Linked DNA regions of Mus musculus: region 1 is linked to region 2. The links are chromatin contacts, called in public Hi-C maps. All regions are on one chromosome and are shown on one strand. Each heading gives the region's core, a stretch centred on a gene start, on an enhancer-like site or on the middle of the called end of the contact. The rest is flanking DNA. Distances are from core to core; before and after follow the strand shown. Region 1 has its middle 23 kb from the start of Gm5441. Region 2 overlaps Ptprn2 (protein tyrosine phosphatase, receptor type, N polypeptide 2).

What was found. Hi-C and Micro-C count contacts between places; a contact is called where the count stands out from the background.
Region 1: a Hi-C map of cortical neurons shows a contact between it and region 2. The contact joins two enhancer-like sites. A contact is called at or near these places in 1 of 484 Hi-C or Micro-C datasets (cortical neurons) and 1 of 9 other capture datasets (embryonic stem cells).

Annotation. Positions count from the first base shown.
Region 1 is chr12:117,356,313-117,362,841 of GRCm38.p6, reverse strand. No RefSeq gene overlaps it. Among named protein-coding and RNA genes, the nearest start is that of Gm5441, 23 kb to the right of the region's middle. Within about 2 kb of position 4,816, at least 9 of the 459 cell types and tissues checked have an H3K27ac peak or open chromatin away from gene starts, as enhancers often do. A contact at or near this core is called in cortical neurons, where this site is marked.
Region 2 is chr12:116,724,996-116,732,066 of GRCm38.p6, reverse strand. The region is part of intron 3 of Ptprn2 (protein tyrosine phosphatase, receptor type, N polypeptide 2); the gene reads right to left. Among named protein-coding and RNA genes, the nearest start is that of Gm31336, 29 kb to the left of the region's middle. Within about 2 kb of position 3,301, at least 4 of the 459 cell types and tissues checked have an H3K27ac peak or open chromatin away from gene starts, as enhancers often do. A contact at or near this core is called in cortical neurons, where this site is marked.

The DNA of each region.
Region 1 (6,529 bases), core at 3,567-6,066, 630 kb before region 2:
CATATTGTTGTTCCACCTATAGGGTTGCAGACCCTCTCAGCTCCTTGGGTACTTTCTCTAGCTCCTCCATTGGGGGCCCTGTGTTCCATCCAATAGATGACTGTGAGCATCCAGTTCTGTATTTGCCAGGCATTGGCATAGCCTCATACGAGACAGCAATACCAGGGTCCCTTCATCAAAATTTTGCTGGCGTATGCAATAGTGTCTGGGTTTGGTGGCTGATTCGTGGCTTCTTGGTTAATATTCCCAGTCCTTTCTTGCTATAATAATCGTGTCACCTGCTGAGCTGTACACTGCTGAGGAACTGACAGGATGCTGACCAGTATGTGCAGAGCTGCTGGACTTGGTCCCTGGCTTCAGAGATAGGAGTGACATTTCTTCGGGATGCAGTTAAAAGTCTGAGGAAGGAGGCTAATGTGGTAGATGTCGCTGTCTATCCTCCTGATTTGTCCAGTGTGACACAAGTGTGTGCTTCCTTGTAATGCCACCTTTCTATAAATTGTTATGCAAACCAGAAGAAAACATCTAATCTAATCTAATAAGAACATCAGAATATCTCAACTCTAGTCATATCTGTAAGAAAAGTCACTGCCCCTCATGGGATGTGCTCTAAGAAGCAGAAGTCTGGATAAGTGAAATAGGCTCATTGGTACTGCCTTTGTCCCCACAGAATGTTCTCTGGAGTCAGCAGCAGCACAGGGCACCAGAGCAGCAGCAGCAGCAGCAGCAGCAGCAGCAGCAGCAGCAGCAGCCGCCGCCGCCGCCGCCACAGGGCACCAGAGCTGCTTGTGTGCATCAGCTGCAGATTCTGCTTTTGATTTTGCATCAGTTTCTGTATGTAGCTCAGCCTGGCCTTGACATTTCAGTCTCCTAGTCTATGATTTTCCCACGGCCGAGGTTGCATGTGCATAGAGCATGAGTAGCTCCAGGATTTAATTTTTAAATTAAATTCCATTAAATTTTATTTTAGTTTTTGATATGGGGTTTCACTGTATAACCCTTACCACCCTATAACTTGCTATGTAAACCAAGCTAGCTTCAAACTCATAGATCTGCCTGCATCTATTTCCATAATGCTAGGATTAAAGGCATGTCCCACCACATCCAGCCCTAGGTTTCTATTAAAATAGAAATCTTAAGAATATTTGTGCATGTGTGCATGTGTATGTGTGTGCATGTGCATTTGTGTATGTTGTGGGTAGGTATACACAGTGGGCATATAGAGACCAGAGGACAACTGAGAGCTGGGTCTTTTCCACAAAGTGAGTCCTAGGGTACAAACTCAGGTTGTCAAGCTTGGCAGCCAGTACATTAATCCACTGAGCCATCTTGCTTGCCCTTGCTTAGCTTCAGTTTTGATGAAGGTCAGTTGATGTATGATTGACATGAGACTTGCTAGCCAAGTATTACCGGAAGCTTATTGGTAGAATTGGAAGTTGTGCACACACCACGGTAGCAGTCAGCTTTCCAGCACCTCTCTGTATAATTGCAGAAGCCATGCGGCTTTAGGAAGAAGGCTGCTCCACTGGGCATGCTCCACACTGCCTTCTAGGCGTTGGCTCAACACAGTGATTGATGTGGGACCAGGATGAGTACACTAGAGAGAGAGTCTTTTTCTCCTCTTTTTATATGTTCTTACACCTCCCTACTTAATTTTTAGCCATATTGATAAACACTTAGCTCTAAGTGCTATACGCCTTGGAGAACATGAATTTAAGACAGAGTCAGGGTTGAGCTGATTTCACACAGCGATAGGCAGCTGTTTTAGACCCAGAGGCTGCTGGCACATTGGACTGGATCTCTGTAATTTAAAAGCAGTTGTGTATCATCAGAATCGGGCTGGGCCCTGCATATGGAGACTATGTGTATCTCACCTCTGGCAGCCTCTAATGTCTCTCCTCTTCAGTACTAGTTCTGTTTATCAGAGCCAGTTTAGACCAAGTTGGGGTTAATTAGGGTGTAGCTCAAATCACAGATCATTAAACAAAGCTGTAAAAAGCAAATTGTTGTCATAAAATATGACCCTTTGGACTAAACAGTAGCTGCTCCAAAATAGAAACTTTTGTTACCACTTTCAAGGACACACATACTAGTAATCAAAAAACTTCAAATTTGACATGAATAGCAGTAGATTATAGCTGTCTATAACATTCCCAAACGCTGATTCAATAGTTAATTAAGACACAGTATTGCTAAAGGAATGTGCATGTACTTAGCGCGAGTCAGTTCTTTGAATTTTAGAAGCCCCCTACAAAGAGTCCAAATGGTGGATATGAGACAGTATTGAAAGTCCAATTTAAAAAAAAAAAAAGTCAGACCCTTCTTTGAATTGAAAGATCAAACAGGAATGGAGCCACTTGCTGGTGGCAGTCAACACTGAGTGACAGATTTGCCTTGGCTCCATGCTCCTTTCTCACACACACAGTCTGTGGCCACTAATGAGGAGAACAGTTACCAACAATTTCAGAAATTTCCAGAAGCCGTGAACCTCACCTTGCTCTGTAGGGACTGGTGGCACAAATATAGTCTGGCTGCTATGATTCACGCCAAGCTCGGTGTGACGAATTGGGAGCATGTCTTAAGGGAAAAGCTGGATAATTTCCTTTTGCAACCTTCTTTAGTTGAAAACACTTTTCTCTCAGTGTAGAGGGAGCAGAGATAAGAAGCATGTGCCCAGGGAAGAGCCTTCACTCTAGGTGTTAAGTAATACCACCCGGAAATTGGGGGACTGGGAGGCTGGTAGCAGCCATCTACAGGTGACCAGCACTTACCCAGGGGTACAGAGCCTGTGCTGATGCCAGGAAGCAGCCTCCTGATAGACCCAGACCTGCTTATGGTCTAATCCCAGTAGACCTTTCCATGACTCTACCCCATATGCCCCACTCACAGAATGCCCAGCTGTAGCCCATGGCAGTCAGCTGCCATCGAGACTGCAATACTGCTTCAGGGACAGTGGCCTTGTCCTGCTTGTGTATCATATGAAGCTCTGAGCCCAGCACCACAAGGAAGTAGCAGTGTCGTGAGGCAGGGTACCAGAGGGAAGACTTCTGAGCAGAAGGTGCTCAGGAGGCCTTTGTTAGGGGTGGCCCACCAGTGAGGGCTCAGGATCAAGTCCCTTTCTTGTATAGCAAGATCAAGCTGACCCAGCCGGCCCAGGGAATCTTCCAGCTCTTCTATTGCTGGTTTTGCTTGGGTACACAGAGGTGGCTGGTCCTGGAAAGCAGTTCTTCAGCTCATCGGAGGCAGTGTCCTGCAGAGCACAGAAGCATGCCCACAGCTGCCTCAGTCACGCGTGCTTCAGGATGCACATGTGATGATCTCAAGGTCAATGGTTTGGAACAAGGTACACCCGTTAGTGTACTTCCCCTCAAAGGAGATGCTGAGGTGGGGGCAATCCCTGAGGACAGAAGATGGATTTTTTTCACCCGAGGTCGGCTGTGAAGTCTGTCTCTAAGGAGTGCATCTCATCTTTCAGGATAAGCTGGGGCTGCTGGGAGTTCAGATTGGTGGGTGGAGAGAGGCAACAGGCAGGTGTTTGTGCACGGCGAGGCCTTGCACCAGGTGTTGTACACATTTGTAAACATGAAACAGTTTCAGCAGTATCATCTGCCCTGTTCTATCTGGGACACTGAGTGGGGAAAGGGGACACCGAAGTCAGGGTGTCTCTACATAGCCCTGGCTGTCCTGAAACCTACCACGTAGCCCAGACTGGCCTCGAACTCACAGAGTTCTGCCTGCCTCTGCCTCCACAGTGCTGGCATTAAAGGTGAGGGCTTCCAGGCCTGGCTGAACTCAGCTTTACACCACTCACTGGTTTAGACTGGGTTCTCTGAAAAAGGAGTTCTGAGTGCACACTCACTCCTCTGTGGGGCCTTGAACTTGCCACCTTCTTGCTTCAGCCTGGAGTAGCTGACATTAAAATGTATGGTATCCTATCTGGCTACTGGTCCATCTTCGACAAACTTTTTGTTGAAAGAAAGCCTCCACCCAAGTGTAGCCACACCAGCCATTCTCAGATGGTCCTTGGCCAGTGATGCCTTCTTGGAGGGTGGGAAGTAAGTCTTCAGGATGACTTCGGTTCCTTGTCTCCATCCTTGCTATTGACAGGTGATTCGGAGCTGGTAGTTGATTTTAAGGGTAAGTTAGAATTAGGGGGTCAAGGGCTGGGATGTATCTCAGCTGTGTGCACTGCATGCCAAACATGTGTAAGGTTCTGTGTTCAATTCTGATGCCACATAAAACTGGGTGTGGTGATACATGCCTGCCATCCCAGTATTAGGGAGAAAGAAGCAAGAAGATCAGAAAGAAGTTCAAGGCTAGCCTAGGGCACATGAGATGCGGCCTTTCAAAAAAAAAAAAAGATTTTTGGAGTTGGAAGTGGTCAGACCAGGGTTTCTGTCACCCTTGGGTAATATTTGCTCTCTCTAGGGATGGGAGTGTTTATAACAGCACCCTATTGGCCTAACTGTTGTGGGCTGGGTTTGTTACCCAGAGAACTGTGCAAGTCATCCCCACACTGGTACAAAGGTAGTCTTGTTTGAAGACAAGATCTCTAGAGTCCAGTTCAGATGAGACCTGCCTGGGACTGGACTCTCAGCCATTAGGCTGATGTTCTTGTAAGACACCTTGTGTGAAGTTGCACAGAGGAAGAGTAAGATGGAGAGGAAAGATGGAGAGGAGGTAAGGGGAGAGGAAGAAGAAGGGGAGGAGGAGGAGGGAGGAGGAGAGGCTGTATGGAGACAGAAAGAAGCTGTGCGGACACAGGGGAGGCCATATGGAGGCATAGAGGAAACTATGGAGACAGAAAAGGAACCATGTGGAGAGAGGAGAAGGAGGCTATATGGCAACAGAAGAAGAGGGGGCTGCTCAGAGACAGACAGAGGAGGGGGAGGAGGCCATATGGAGACAGAAGAAGTGGAGGACAGACAGGGAAAGCTATGTGGAAACGGAAGCAGAGCAGAGTGGTCCCTCTCCCAGGGGAAGACTCTAGGGTCTCTGGCAACATCAGAAGTTGGAAGAGGAGTGGAAGGACCTTTCCTCAGAGCCTTCCTTGTGTTAGAGGAAGGGAGGCACCCAGACTTCAGGTATAAGGTTCCCAAAGCTGTATGTAGGATTCTCTTAAGTCACTTACTTTGTCGAGACACCTCAAGAACCAGGTAGTCTAACCCACAGGCCTAGGTGCACCATGTGTGTTCTGACAACCTAACCACCAGGATTAACACTATCTGCCATTGAATGGGTGATGTGAGGAGCCCACAGTTGAGCGGGGCTTGGGGGGGGGCAATCCTCCTCTCCTTTGCTTGTAACAGTTAGAGCCTGTTTCCCGGGAAGGGTACAGTCTCACTTTAGATATGCTGCCCAACTCCCAGATCGGCCCTGAGTTGTCTTTTCCCTGGATATTTAGCACTTCCATGAAAACCATCTCTTTCTCCATCCTCCAGCCTTAACCTGTACTCTGAAGAAAACATCAGGTGGAGGAGGAAAGCCTACAGGGACAGAGATTTGGGGACTGAGAGTGAGGACAGCCTTGGTCTATGGAACTACAAGTTTTGTGTCCACACTCATGTGGCAGACCCTGCTGTCTGGCCACATCTCCATATCCTCATACTCTCCCTGACAGCAGCACTGCCCTGTTACATTCCTTCTGGCTCAGCTGTCATTTATCAGTGTTAGTGTGACAACAGGAGGCTCTTCAGATCCTATAAACCTATGCATCAGGCTCGGAGTTAATGTCTTCCAGAATGGCCGTATGTATCATTCTCCATCTTGAGCCAACATTGCTTTTCTTGCTCAGTGTCCAGTGAAACTGCCATAAGAAGGATTTACAGTGCAGCCGCTGTGAAGCCAGAAATCAGGGGCACATTGAGCCTTCCCAGCCTGCCTGGGGGATTCTCCTGTGAGCTTGGGGAGCCCTGAAAGAGTGTGTATCCCCTGCTGGAGACTGTGGAGCTAAAAGGAATGGGCTCTACCCCAGAGACAACAGCTGTCTCTAGCCAGGGAGTTGACTGGCTCCAAATCAGAACTGGTGGCCCTTGTTCTTGGCCACAGTCTATCCCAGTGGGCATCATCTTTGACTCTGTTCTGAACCAACAGGCCACTGCAAGAAAGAAGAAAAACAGAGGGTCAGGATTTTATCTCAGCTGAAAAGATACCGTTGTTTCCAGGTCAGAGTCACGTACATTGTTTCTAGGTTACAGACACATACATTGTTTCTAGGTTAGAGACTTGTGCTTTGTTTCCTTGAGGGGTTATTTTTGGGTGTTGTTGTAGTTGTTGTTGTTGTTGAGACAAGTCCATGTAGCCCAGGCAAGCCTCAAACTCACTATGTAGCCTAGGATGACCTTGAACTTCTGATCCCCCTGCCTCCAGCTGCTGGGATTACAGGCATGCACTACCTCATCTAATGACGAATTGCTAGGAGTCAAACCTAGGGCTTTCTGCATGCTAGGCAAAACTCTACATACTGTACAAGCTCTTTGAGGGTTTGTTTTAATGCATACATGCTTTTCTTCCTCTTTAAGTATGAAAG
Region 2 (7,071 bases), core at 2,052-4,551:
TGTGGGGAGGACTATTAGTAATAATTCTCTCCCAGAACACTTCAAAAATCTTCCAGATCTATGAAGGCTAGACAGCAGGCACAAAATTTCATCTCAATATCAGCTGGATTTCTCCTTATCCTAAAACCAAAATATATTGGGTTTTTAGCAATAGTCTTAAAGAAAAATAGGGCCATTTCTCCCTGAATTTGTGACAAGTTCCTTGGTCTAGCGGGCCCTGGTCCAAGGCTTGTTTTCTTGGAGTATTCTCACAAGCACTCAGAATTCCCCTCACAGGATTCTAATCCTGGACCACATTCTGACATATCCCCACAGGAGAATTGTATACAGAATGTTCAAGGTGTAGGATTGCTGCTCACCTCGATTAGTTTAATTCTTTGGGCATGCAGTGTTCCACTTCCATATCTATTTTATGATGCTTATTGTTCCTGATGCTCTTGAGGACCACCAAGGATCAAGGCACACCAGGTCTCAGTACCCACTCAAACCCAAACATTGTGCATATTGGTTAAGGGACCAATCAATGATTCAGAATAGGGTTTTTGGTTGCTCAAGAGGGGCATCACTTTTATGTAACTTTGCCCATCATGCTAAGGAAGTGGCTGTGGGAGTTTTTGATCAACAAGAATACCATTCTCCACAGGCAGGTGGATTTCTGTGAGTCTGAGGCCAGTCTGGTCTACATAGTGAGTTCCAGGGCAGCCAGGACTATTTAAAGAGACACTGTTAAAGCAAGTAAACAAGCAAGCAAGCAAGTGAGCAAGCAAGCAAGAGAAAGAGAGGAAAGAAAAAGAGGAAAAGGAGGGAAAAGAAGAAGGGAGGAAATAAAGAAGGAAAGAAGGTAGGAAAGAAAGAAAAAGGAAGGGAGGAAGGGGAGAGAGAAGGAAAGAAAGGGAGAGGGGAAGAGAGAAGAGAGAGAAGGAAGGAAAGAAGGAAGGAAGGAAGGAAGGAAGGAAGGAAGGAAGGAAGGAAGGAAGGAAGGAAGGAAGGAACAAAGAAAGATATTGTACTGGCTAGTTTCGTGTCAACTTGACACAGCTGGAGTTATCACAGAGAAAGGAGCTTCAGTTGAGGAAATGCCTCCATGAGATCCAACTGTAAGGCATTTTCTCAATTAGTGATCAAGGGGGAAAGGCCCCTTGTGGGTGGGACCATCTCTGGGCTGGTAGTCTTGGGTTCTATAAGAGAGCAGGCTGAGCAAGCCAGGTGAGGCAAGCCAGTAAGGAACATCCCTCCATGGCCTCTGCATCAGCTCCTGCTCCCTGACCTGCTTGAGTTCCAGTCCTGACTTCCTTTGGTGATGAACAGCAGCATGGAAGTATAAGCCGAATAAACCCTATCCTCCCCAACTTGCTTCTTGGTCATGATGTTTGTGCAGGAATAGAAACCCTGATTAAGACAGATATCTTCTCTTCCAAAGGGTTAAATAAGACAATGAAAATTCAATTTGTGTGTGTGTGTGTGTGTGTGTGTGTGTGTGTTTTCTAGACAGGGTTTCTCTGTTTAGCCCTGGCTGTCCTGGAACTCACTTTGTAGACCAGGTTGGCCTCGAACTCAGAAATCCACCTGCCTCTGCCTCCCAAGTGCTGGGATTAAAGGCATGCGCCATCACATCCGGCTGAAAATTCAATTTTTAAAGATGTCATTTTGTAATTCTCACCTGTGTCAGCAGTTCTGAACTCAAATATATACTTGTTCATTTCTCCCTAGAAACTGCACCTTTCTGAACTAGATGATCACATAAGAATGACAGTCTGATCTCTGACCAACCAGAGTGAAGCACAGGACCTTTGCATTATGGGTGGAAAGCATAGCTGCCTTCCTGAAAACATGGCTGACTTCCTGCAGGTGTGATTGCCTGATTTCTCACAGCTGGACACACTCTGCAAATGTAAAAACTTTTGCTTTACTGGGATACTTTGGATTGTTTGGTCATTTTCTTGGGATGCCAGACCAATTTATAACAGGTACTTGCTACATCCACTCCAGTAGTGACAAGCACAACAGGCACCAAAAACCTGGGCGCTGCCCCGAGGTGAAAAATTCATGGAAACAGCCTCCTGGAATCGTGGCATCCTGTATAAAGAATGCTCCAATGTCCTTGCTTTAGTTGGTAAACGGATCTGTGTGCTTTCCCTTAATATTGCTTTATTACAAGTGCTCCTAAGGATTGATATTTTGACATATAGCCAAGTTAGATCCTAGGCAGTCCTTGATCCGCAGTCCCTGGGCATGGATACCTAGGTCACTGCCCTACACAGAAATTTACCATTATCTAGGAAGAAGGAAGTTTGTGACTTAAAGAGGAACCAGAGTAGATACTTAGAACTATAGGTAGCTGAGTTACACCCATACACAAGTATTTACAATGGCCTAGAGGGAAGGTGGACTATACAATAGACTAGAGTAGGAACTTTGGCAAGGGCACAAAGCCCTTGCCCCTGGCTTCTAAGATTAAGTGGACCTTAGGTGGAGATGTTTTTGATCCCAGTTGTTAACATTGAATTTTACCCCAGTTGGTTCCTGCCAGTCCTTCTGTTTTGTGTAAGAATCCAGTAACTTCTTTGTACCTTACTAGAGTGTCACCCAACTTCCCTATTTTCTTCTGTATAAAAAGTTTGATGCTCGATTTGACAAATTACATTCAGATCCACACTCCCTTGTGTCGAGTCTGTCTGTCAATTCCCACCGACTCCTTGCCCACCTGCACCAGAGACTCGTTCCACACAGATAAGGGACCAAGAGGATCTGCTGCAGGTACTGGCAGACACAATAGGGATACCTGTACCTCTTGCACCTCATTGATGTACTGTTGTTCAGGCACACACAGGCACAGCCTTTGCTTTCTGCCCATTTTCTCTTTGGAACTCCAGCTCAAAACAAATTTTGCCACATTTGATTTCAAGTGATCCAGGCAGCCCCCTTTTACATGCTCACCTAATAGCTCAGGTCCACCAGAGCCTTATCTACCCCAGAAAGATCATGGACATCTGTGAAGCCAAAAATATCTCTGCCAGTCCAAGGCCCTTACTGAATTAATGTCCTTCCCGATTCTGCAGTGAACACTGTCTAGCCTGGCCAAGTGAGAGTAATACAACACTCTCTCACCCAGCCCCTTCGCTCTCATTTCTACCTCATCTTCTCCCTTCTTCCTGTTTAGTTCTCCCCCACGTTTTTTGACAACAAACAGAGCTTTTGAGCACTGATATATTTTGTACTCTCTTCTCCTTTCTTCCCCACAGTCAGAAGAAACAGTGAGTCAGTTCTTAGTCTGGTGCAAGCTGGTTTTATGTCAAGTTGACATAAGCTAGAGTCACTGGATAGGAAGATGCCTCAACTCAAAAAAAAAAAATGCCTCAATAAGATCAGGCTATAGGCAGGCCTGTTGTGAATTTTCTTAGTAATTGTGGGTAGGAACACCCCTAGGCTGATGGTCCTGAGTTCTATAAGAAAGCAGGCTGAGAAAGCCACGATGAGAGCAGCACTCTTCCATGGCCTCTGCATTAGCTGCTGCCTTCAGGTTCCAGGCCTGCTTGAGTTCCTATCCTGGCTTCTTTTGATGGTGAACTGTGATGTAGAAGTGTAAGCTCTCCAACTAGCAATTAGTCCTGATGTTTCATTGCAGCAAGAGTAATGCTAAGACAAATCTGATCTTCATCTTTATCCAATTTACCTACAAAATCAGAAGCTAACACGAAGTGTACCTCCTTGCATGACTTTCTCTGGTAATTACTCCCTTATTCAGCAAGTGCTTTCTGCAAAGACACCTCAATCTCAGTTGCATGGCTTTCACCCACATGGACAATAAAACTTCTGCCACAGCTCTCTTACAATCCTAGTCCATATGTAATAATTTCAGAGACTGCAATATACTCCCAGGTTCATCGGCAATTCTTGGAATGTCCCTGTACTCCCTTGATGGATGGCATTCATCGAATAAGCACACACTTTATATCGTTCAACAATGAATGGCCATATCAGCATTGGTTGTGGCTGCTGGCTCTTAGATGGGTTAGCTTCAGTTACATGTCTCTCCACAGTAAATAGAACAGAACTGCTCTTCCCAATCTCATCTGTCCTTCTGTCACTTCTCCTGTTTGGGTGACAACTATTTCGTTAACTTTCCTTGTGGAAACTTGGACAAATGTCTTTCCATCTCAGAAAAGCACCAACCATAAACTAGAGAAACTACTCTACCTGAGTTCAGCTTGGTAATACGAGTTTACCAGACTTTCTTATAAGAGGATGGGTGAAGGGTTACTGTGAGTGTGGGTGACCCCAAAAGCTATATCACCAAAAAGTCCCAACATAACATTAATGACAGCCTCCCAAAGCTACATATATAAATCCCTCCTTTAGTTAACCCTCTATGGTGTACCCAAAGCCCACTTGAGGAAGAGCCAGGGTTATGTATAGCTGGAAGAGAGGCAGAAAGAGTGGCTGGATCTCAGGTAAGGTCCAATGACCTGTCTCACACTCTTCTTCTATGGAGCAAGATCAAAACTATTGGACTTGCTGAGGGTCTCCTTCAGGAAGTGGCATTTCTCTCATTAACTATGTATAATATCATTTGATATTATTGAAAACTGGGCAGAGAATTGAGGGTTCTTAAGGCAATAGACCCCAAGTGTGACACTCAGGAGAACACATGCCCTTAGAAATTCACAAAATGTTCACAACCTAAAGGAACCAGCATATAAACTATGAACTTTAGGTAATACCAATCAACTCTGAACTGTATGCAAACCCAGATAATAGTGAAAGAACAGGGTTATGTTACCTCTATACCCTCTAACACAGATGGTAATGATAGGGGAAGGGCATATACCACCTCTGACACACTACCCAGATGGTAATAATGGAGGAGGGGCATATACCACTTCTGACACACTAACCCAGATGGTAATAATGGCGGGGGAGGGGGATATGGTGGTTTGAATGAGAAATCTCCACCATAGGTTTATGTATTTGAATATTTGGTCCCAGTTGTTGGTACTGTCTGGGGAAGCTAAAGACCTTTTAAAATGTGGAGCCTTGCTAAAGAAAGTGCATCACTGGGCAGGGGGGTTGACGTTTTATAGCATTGCCCCTGTCCCCCTGTCCTCCTGTCCCCCTGCCCCCTGTCCTGGCTTGTTTGTTGAACGCAGATGAAAATATAATGGTTCAATTTATGGGTCCAGCTCCTGCACCCATGCTTTCTTTAGCTGTTGTTACACTTTCCTCACCATAATGGACTCTACTTCTCTGAAACTGCAAACCAAAATAAAAACCCTTCTCATGTCCATTCTTCTAGAAGCTGCCTGGGACAGATGTATTCCTGTTGGTGTGTTTTCTTGGTAGGAAGTACCAATGGCAGCCACTGGAGCTACCTCTTCCTTCCAAAAATAAGGGCAAAACTACCTTCCTATATAGGACTCAAAAATTACCACTATCAACAACTTGAAGTAGGCAGGGGTGATGGTTTCCAACACATTTCTGTGTAACATACCTACATGACAGAAGACAGATGGATCCTGGAGAGTGGAAACCTCAGCTACATGGCAAGCTGGTACAGCTGCTATATATGCAGTTTTTCAGTATCCCTTGTCATCCACTGCAGAAATTGATTTGGGCAATTCTTCTCCTCTAGAGAGGTTCAGTAGAAACTCCTCTCCTCTAGAAGCTTCTACTACCTGGGCATCATCATAGGCTCATGGACATAAAAATGGCTTGTGGGCATCATCATGGCTCATGGACCTGCATCAACCACATCTCACTGTTGAGCATCTTCATGATCTGATCTCATAGACACTAATCATGTTTTGTTCCTAGCATTTTGGGGCTTTCACATGGCTGCTAGGTCCCAGTGACCAGGAAGTAGCAACTACAAGATGCACGGTGACAAGCTTAGGTGCTATACAGTGTCAGTGGAGATGGATGTTGCCTCACACAAAGGAACACAGGTAGGTCCATACCGAGAACTAAAAGACTGTGTGAGAAAGGAACATAGGTGAGCCATGTGAAGAAATCAGTGCTTTGCTTAATTTCCACTGGTCTAATGACCTGTAGTCCATGAGTTAACCTAAACTAGTCCACAGAACATTCCAGTGCCTATAACAAGTCAATACACCTATCAGTTTCTAAAAGAAGAGTGCCTCCAAACCTTACTGACAACAAACTCCTCCTAAATATCTGTTGACAAGTCCCAAAAATCTCAGACCCACAGACCTCAGACCCACTGGGGGGGGGGGTCTTTCTCTTGATGATGGTGTCTGGGTGATAACCCCCTGTCCCAGAGATCCTGGTTTTAACCTTTCTAGATACAGAGGATATCTGGTCTCTTGACCTTGACCCACTGACCACTAAGGGTGATGAGTTCTGCCCCCTCCATTCAAAATGACTTGCTTTTAGGATGTCTCCTCCAAAATTTCAAATGACCAAACTCTCATCTCCTAAGCTCATCCACTGTCTTGGTCCCTATATCCACTAGATAATCAGTCTAAATGGCTGTCCAATGGCCTCTGGATCCTAACATTATTCAGGATCCTTACAACTTTTATAAAGTGATCCTGCATGTCTCTGCTTTTTCCTTGAATGTCTCCCTACTCACCACCTCATACCCTTCTTGCTCTTAAGTCCTCATGTCATCTCCTGACACTTCTGCTCCTGAAACTGAAACTCTACCCTTCGGTTTAGCTGATGAACAATGCTACATCCTTCCTCATCACTTGCCGTTCCAACAATCTACCACCCTCCCACTCCATTATCCACCTGGGTCTCACCAAGACCAGAAAAGTCTGTGTCCTCAGGCCCCACCCCTGCTCAATCCAATTTGCCCCAAGTCCTCACCACTGCCACCTATTTTCAAACCTCTTCATACTCACTCTAGTGAAACTGCTCTCAGCCCCTACCTCCATCCTGCCCCTCAGAGAAGTAGCAGGTGTAGAAGGTACTACTCGTATTTATGTCCCCTTCTCCTTTAGTGAACTTGTCCAGATTGAAAACATTTAGGTTCTTTTACCTCAGACCCCATCACCTTCATCAAGCACTTCCACTATTTAACCCAGTCCTACCTTACCTTTCATGACCTCT